Linked DNA regions of Anas platyrhynchos: region 2 is linked to region 1. A link is a contact called in public Hi-C data. All regions are on one chromosome and are shown on one strand. Each heading gives the region's core, a stretch centred on a gene start, on an enhancer-like site or on the middle of the called end of the contact. The rest is flanking DNA. Distances are from core to core; before and after follow the strand shown. Region 1 overlaps LOC113842328 (a long non-coding RNA gene). Region 2 holds the start of ETS2 (ETS proto-oncogene 2, transcription factor).

Region 1 (3,406 bases), core at 310-2,809:
ACCAGAGTCTTTGATACCCAGTAACCGAGGGACCCCATGAATTGTAGTGTTCCTGGCTCTGAGAAGAACAGGCCAGGAATCATGATGCTGCTAAAAACACTTTGAAACAAGGCTGAGTGAACATAACACTGCAGGCTGAGCAAACCAGCATTTTTTTGGAGAGTTTACATTACAGTGTTAATATGAAGATAAGAGTAAATTTGTTCCTAGTTAACTAAGAGTCCAGTTAAAACTGGACTCCAGACAGATGTGGTGAAATAAAACCTGAAGAAATCTGCATATTTCCTATATACAGGATCTTCATGGTCTTCTGAAATCCCCTGCTCACTTGATTTTGAGGCAGCTTTACGCTGGGAGTGTTCTACTGCACTGTATTGCAGTGAAGTGCTAGGGATTTGGAGGCTGTCTCTGGGCAGTTTTCGAGGCTTCACAGACTGTTTTACAAGTGGACCCATGTATCTTGTACAGTGCACCAGTTTTCTAGGAGAAATATGACACTCACATGCTGCCTGCAGCTCCAGGCAGGGTGGTTCTGCTGTCCTCCTGAGCTCTCCAGATCTTCTCCAGTGTTCATTGCTTGAAGAATGCTTCTCCCTGCCCAGCAGCCCATGAGTTGAAGAAGAATCATCACCAATTGGCAGAAAACAGAAATATATATATATATATATATATATATATATACACACACACACACACACACACACACATATTTCCTAGCTGCTCTGCTCTGAGCTCTACGTAGAAAAGGAGCTTGGCCAGACAAGAGTTTGCTATTCCACTTCATATCATAGTATCTGGATTAACCTGAACTATAAAAGTGCAGTAAAAGGAGGAAGATAATGACTGAATCTGGGAAAAGAAATAACTTTTCTTGGTTACTAAAAAGATCCAAAATTAGCACATGAAATAGGCCTGAAAGAATGATTTGGTTCCCTTCCTGGCAGTGCTCCCTTATGAAACAACCTCTCACAATCCTCTTGTGGAGAGAGTGACCTCACGTGGGCCCAATCCTGCTCCTGGTTGCAGCAGTTGCGGTCTTGCTGCTGACCAGCAGCAAGAACATGGTAAACCCCCAGGAAAGCATGCACGGATGACCAGGCAAAACTTGCAGAGCACAACATGCTTAAATTTTGCTACTGAATGATGTTCATTACAAAACTAGAATATTGCCTAGATTCCTGTGTGATTCTTCCATATGGGCTTCCTTTTTCATATGCCCACTGCTGAGGAAGATTAAAGATCTAGGAGGGAACTTAAGAAGCAGGAGAAATTATTCTGACATGAAGACAACTGTTTAGAGTCTGTGTTGAATCAAAGCTCTTCTGTGATGTATTTCTGCACAAAGATCTTGGTTTGAGTTTGAGCTGTCCATTAATTCATCACGACTTGCCCACAATGTCGTGAGTGAAGAACTCTTGAATGGTATGGCTCCAACAAGTAGAGTGGTACAATATCAGAGAGAAATGTAAACTATTTCCCTACTGGAAACCCCTATCTGGTAGCCTGATCAAGTCCCACTGAACCAATTTTTCCTAAGTTGAGCAAGGGTAAGCTGTTGAACAAGAGGAACGAAGTGGGAATGACTAACATTTCAGAGTGTGCAGAAGTGAGATCATTCTCCCCACGAGGATGTATTTTGTTATGTGTTTTCTCAATGGGAAAATAGAAGTAAAAGTTTTTTTTTTTTCAAGCAAATCAAGAAGCAAATTGTGATGACATTTCCTCATTTTCTGTTTCCTCAAAGAAAATCATAGTCAGTCTGATTATTCACTCTGAGACATGTCCTTAGTTTTCTTTGCATTCTAGGAAGAAAAATAAATAAGCAAATAAATAAATAAGATGTATAAAAATATATACATATACATTTACACTTATACATGTACACATATATATAGTTCATGTTTGTTGACCTGTACCCGCTGTCCCCTCACCTTGATTCAGAGCATTTTTGTTTCAATGAGGGAACTGATCACAGCAATAATTGGATCTTGTAAACCTAAGCCAGGGTAAATCCCCATTTTTTCACTAGTCCAGGAGTAAATATATATATATATATATACATATATATATAATATATTTTTGTAAAAAGCTATGTCATTTGGAAGTGATTTCAGCTTTACAGAGAAAATATGTTCTAATTTCAGAATGATTTTTTTTTTTCAGATCACTAAATGATATAAATATGATGCTTTAGTTGCTCCAGTCACTTTCCTTCTGTTGAACACTAGAGCTCTGTTTCATCTGCTTTTGCCTTTTATTTGACTCAGAGAGGAAAAAAAAATAAAGGCACAATAGGGCAGGCTGGTTTGCCGATCATAATAATGAACGATCCCTCCTAAGAGCAGGATTTAGTCCAGTGAGTATGCATAGTAATGTTGTCAGCTTTAAAGAATCTTCCTTCTGAGATGGCAGTGCTTGTTTTCTTCTGTAGCTGGGAAGGTTTATGTGCTATGTGTTTCACAGAAGATGCAAGTCCCAGAAGTTCTGGAGCAATATGCCTGACTGGAGGAAGTCCAGGAAGGACAGAACCAACATTTTTCACATTCATTAGGCTTTGGCAAACTGTTGCTTTCACCATGCTGTTTGTCATTTCGGAGAACTGGAATAAGAACCCACATATTGAGATTTTTCCTGTGTGAGTTATGTGTCTATAAAACATGGTTGATTTGGAATTATAGCTGATGGCCTCCCATAGTTCAGTTATATTTCTCATTTTATTTCATTATATTTCTCATTTGTGAATAATCATGAGTTTGATATGAACAAATCAATGCAAATTCTTGATATTAGCCAAATCTCTCAGCATTTGAAATGTCATGTGGTAAAACCTCATGTGTAACCCCAAACATGATGCTGCTACTAAACTTGAAAATATTATGGCAACAAAATTTTTGACTTTTCAATGTGAAAAAGATTTTTTTTTTAAACCATAATTTTTATGATTAAAGAGGAAACTAGAATCTTTTATTTATTTCTTAATCTGAATTCTTCTGCAGGTGAGAAAAAGATTTTTATCATAGCTTTGGATTTTACTACCTTCCTCCCTCTTCTTATTCTTAGGAGCTACTCCTAAAAGTGATATTTTCCTCAAGAATTACATTTATTTTTTTAAGGAAACTGGAGAAGGAGCAGAGAAGGCAGTTGAGAAGGCAGTTACAGCTGCTGCTGGAGACAAGGACCTGGTCCTCAAACACTTTTGCACACAATTAACTTGATGTATCTAAGTAGCCACATCAAATGCTCTCATAAAGTTTTTCATATGAACAAGTGTTTGCAGGCTCTGTATCTAAATCATTGTTTTGATTCTGAGTTCTCTCATGTTTTCCCATCTGTAAAGCAGTGACATTGCAGAGATCATTTGGTAAATCCTTTGAAATCAATTAATTTAGAGCAATAAATGTGAATA
Region 2 (3,525 bases), core at 196-2,695, 38 kb before region 1:
CCATGGCCTTCCCTGTGCGCTACACACCTTGTGAAAAAAGGCATCAGAGCTTCGGTCTAACAACCCAGGAACATCCTAGCATGTTTTGTAACACTCTAACCATATCTCTCAGGTTATTATGGGTTCCTATAGCCTTTGCTCGCCACACATCAGCTTCCCACCCTGCAGCACAACCAGCAACAAGCTATCAGGACCGAGAAGGCAGCGTAGCTTCTCACGATGAAAGGGTTAAAGCCTTTTTTTTTCCCCCACTGGACTCCAAAAGCTGCAGTTTGAGCCCAGAAAAGACACTAGGGCATGATGTGCCTGGGCCTCGCTTCCAGCTCCTCCGCCGCTGCTGACTGCATCTTGCCAGCTATAATTGGTTTAACTGGCAGGACACCTTCTTCAACACCCCCGCAGAGCCGAGCGGGTGAACCAGAACAGGGTCAACAGGATCAGGCACTTATTAACTAATACTCCTGAATTCTGATCAACTTCTCCTCAGCAATAACCGGGTGCTCGCCCACAGCCCGAGCGGGCTGGGAACCATCCCAGCCGGGCGACCTAAGCCACGCTAGTGCCTGCAGTGAGAGCACCTCCACGGCTTTTTTTTTTTTTTTTTTTCACTTCTTAAAAATAAAGAAAAAAAAAAAAGAAACAGAAAAACCCTAAACCAAGCAAACAGAACCCTACAAACAAACAAACAAAAGGGATAACCGGGCTCCTGTCAGCAGGATCTCGTTTCCCACCTCTGCCCAACCCCCTGCAGCTGCTGGGGGAGGGGGGAGCCCCCTTTCGGCACCCAAACTCCGACGGGGGAAATTCACCCGACCCGGCGTTTTTGGGGTCCCTTTCGAGCACCCTCTGCCCGTTAACCCCTTCCTGCCAGCCTCCCCCCAAGCCAAGCCCTCCTCCCCCGCCGCGGGCGGCGCCGGCCGCCATCACCCCCCGGGTCCGGGTCCGGGTCCGGGTGCGGGCTGGGGGCGATGCCCGGAGCCCCCCACCCCAGCCCGGGGCTCCCCTGGGATTCCCCCCGCTCACCTGGCCCCCGAGCGCGGAGCTCGCCAGCTCCTCGGCTTCGCCCCCTCCTCGGCGGCAGGGTCCAAAAAAAAAAAAAAATTAAATAAAAAAATAATTAAAAAAAAAAAAAAAAGAGAGAGAGAATGAAGAAGGCGCGCTGCCTCGCTCCGGGAGCCAAAATATCCTCGATGTGGCAGAGCCGGCCAACAACAACAGCGGAGGAGGAGGAGGAAGAGGAGGAGGAGGCAGTGCCGGCTTGATCCCAGCGGAGAGTCCCGGAGGAGGAGGAGGAGGAGGAGGAGGAGGAGGAGGAGGAGGAGGAGGAGGAGGAGGAAGGGGGCGGGAGGAAGGAGGAGGGAGGCGGGCGGCTGCGTGGGCGCTGCCGAGCCGAGCCGAGCCGAGCCGTGCCGAGGCGCCGCTCGGAGCCGTGTGCGCTGCGCTGTGCCGCGCCGCCCGGCCTGCCCGGCGCTCTTCAGCGGGCAGGGGGCGGTGGCGGCGGGGGGACCGCCCCCCGGAGCCCGGCCCCTTCGCCGGCAGGGCGGTGGGGAGCTGGGCGGAGGCCGGGGGAGGCCTGGGCTAGGTCGTCGTGCCCTGGTTTTGGGGATCTGGGGGCTGTGCTGGATGGGGGGTTGTGGGAGGGGACCCCCACAGTTTGGGGAAGGCAAAAAAGGCAGTTTGGGGTCATTCCAGAAACACATTCTCCCCCCACAGGCTATACACCAGATAACTCATCACGGACATTTTCCATGTTTAATTAACGCCCGGCCTCAAGATGCTAAGATGGGAGAATCAACACCGATGTGCCCAGCCACCTGCCCTGCCCAAGTGAGACCCCGAGCCCGGGGAGGGCAGCAGCCCCCACGCATCCACCCTCGCTTCCACCCTGTGCTCCTCTAGGTTTCTGGTGACCCTCAAGGGAGCTGAACTGCCTTTAAAAAGCTTGCTCCAAGCTTGCTGTGACAGGCTGTGTTATTTAAACTAACTCCCCATCTCAAATTAGCAGTTGTGTTGTGTGGCTGTAACTTCTTTTGGGACAGGAGCCCCCGGTAGCTGCCACCCCTTGGCTCCTCACCAGATTACATGTGATCCTTTGCTGAAGTTGTGGTTATTTGTACCAACAGAAAGCTACAGTGCCTTTGGCTGGTGGTGGTGGTGCAGTTGTCAGGGCCACCTCCTTTGATGCTCTCCAGCTATTTCTGGCCTCAGCAAAGGCCAGACCACGCCACTTGTTGCCTCAGAGTAAGATTTTTCTGGTATTTCTTCCAAACTCTTCAGAATACCTCCTCCTCTCCTTAGGAAAGTGGCTGGTACTCGTTTCCTTATAGCCAAATGTCACCAGGCAAGTTGTGACAGCACACTTTGAGACTGGAAGAGAAGTCTTGATTATGCCAGTGACATTTCTCTCTTCGGGAGAGTCCCGATCTAATAAGGCAACATCTGTTAGAATCCTAAGGGAAGCCATTAAAAACTGTATGTCAGCTGGATAGCAGTTTTAATTATAACACTGACAAAAACAATTGTGCCACCCTTTATACAGGGGAAACATCTGCCAAAAAGATAAGATGAAAGGCTGGGAGTTATTTATTTCTTGCTGAATTGATGTGCTGGAATCTGGAACAAAATGATTAAGTTGCCCCTATTTTCCTCTATTAAAAATCTTATTTTAAAAGTGATTCTTATTGTATACATATATTTAATTTCATTGACACTTATTGCTGGTGTAAAATTCACTGTTGCTCCATTACAAGTGGTACACGCTCAGTAGGCTGGAGTGCGTGGTATATATCAAAACTGAACAGTGAGGGTGGCCCTGCTTGGGTCAGGGACATGCAGAGCTCCTTGCTGACCTGGATTGCGTTCCCTCTGTACTAATCATTGTCAGAGAGTAAAATCTTTAAGCTAGAGAAATAAAGAAAAAATAGTTTTTGTTTTGGTTGAAAATGCTTCTGTAGTATACAAGTGTGTTTGTTTTATTTTAGGAAGTGTCCATCCTCCTCACAATTGCTTTAGCCCTTATCTGTGTTTTTTGCACATGTGTTGGTATACAGAGAGATAAAAGGAGGAGCTATGTATAACCTGATGAATAATCCAGGCTGTAAATGTTGTGTTGGACATTTTTTGTTGTGGATCCACTGGTGCTTTCTGTTTTTTTTTTTTTTTTTTTAGCGTGAGGGAGAAGTAGCTCCAGTACTCAAGGCTGAAGTAATTGGAAAGACAAAAGAAAAGCACAGAGATAAAGATAATAAAAATAATAAATATTTGCAAAATCATTGTACTAGGATTCTGTGGTAGTCCAGATAAGACTTTTTTTTCAGTCCTTGTTGCTCATAAATTTCTTGTTTTAAAGAGGACCCATACTGCAAATAGGTTATGTTTTTTTTTTTTTTCTTTGTTTGTTTGTTTTTTTTCTTTTCTTCTTTCTCTGCAATGGTATCTCAGAAATATGTTGAAAAAATGACCCTCTTGTAGTGCAGTGAATTAAGGTGAAGGATCTTTTAGCACTTGTTACATTGTTCAGGTACA

The links. Hi-C and Micro-C count contacts between places; a contact is called where the count stands out from the background.
Region 2: a contact with region 1 is called in a Hi-C map of skeletal muscle, with 2.5 times the contacts expected there. The contact joins the promoter of ETS2 here to the enhancer-like site in region 1. A contact is called at or near these places in 2 of 8 Hi-C or Micro-C datasets (liver and skeletal muscle).

What each region holds. Positions count from the first base shown.
Region 1 is chr1:113,253,829-113,257,234 of IASCAAS_PekinDuck_T2T, reverse strand. The region is part of intron 1 of LOC113842328 (a long non-coding RNA gene); the gene reads left to right. Among named protein-coding and RNA genes, the nearest start is that of ERG, 36 kb to the right of the region's middle. Within about 2 kb of position 1,559, at least 2 of the 8 cell types and tissues checked have an H3K27ac peak or open chromatin away from gene starts, as enhancers often do.
Region 2 is chr1:113,291,360-113,294,884 of IASCAAS_PekinDuck_T2T, reverse strand. It overlaps ETS2 (ETS proto-oncogene 2, transcription factor), which reads right to left and starts at 1,445. Exons shown (of 10, transcript XM_027449110.3): 1 at 1,024-1,445.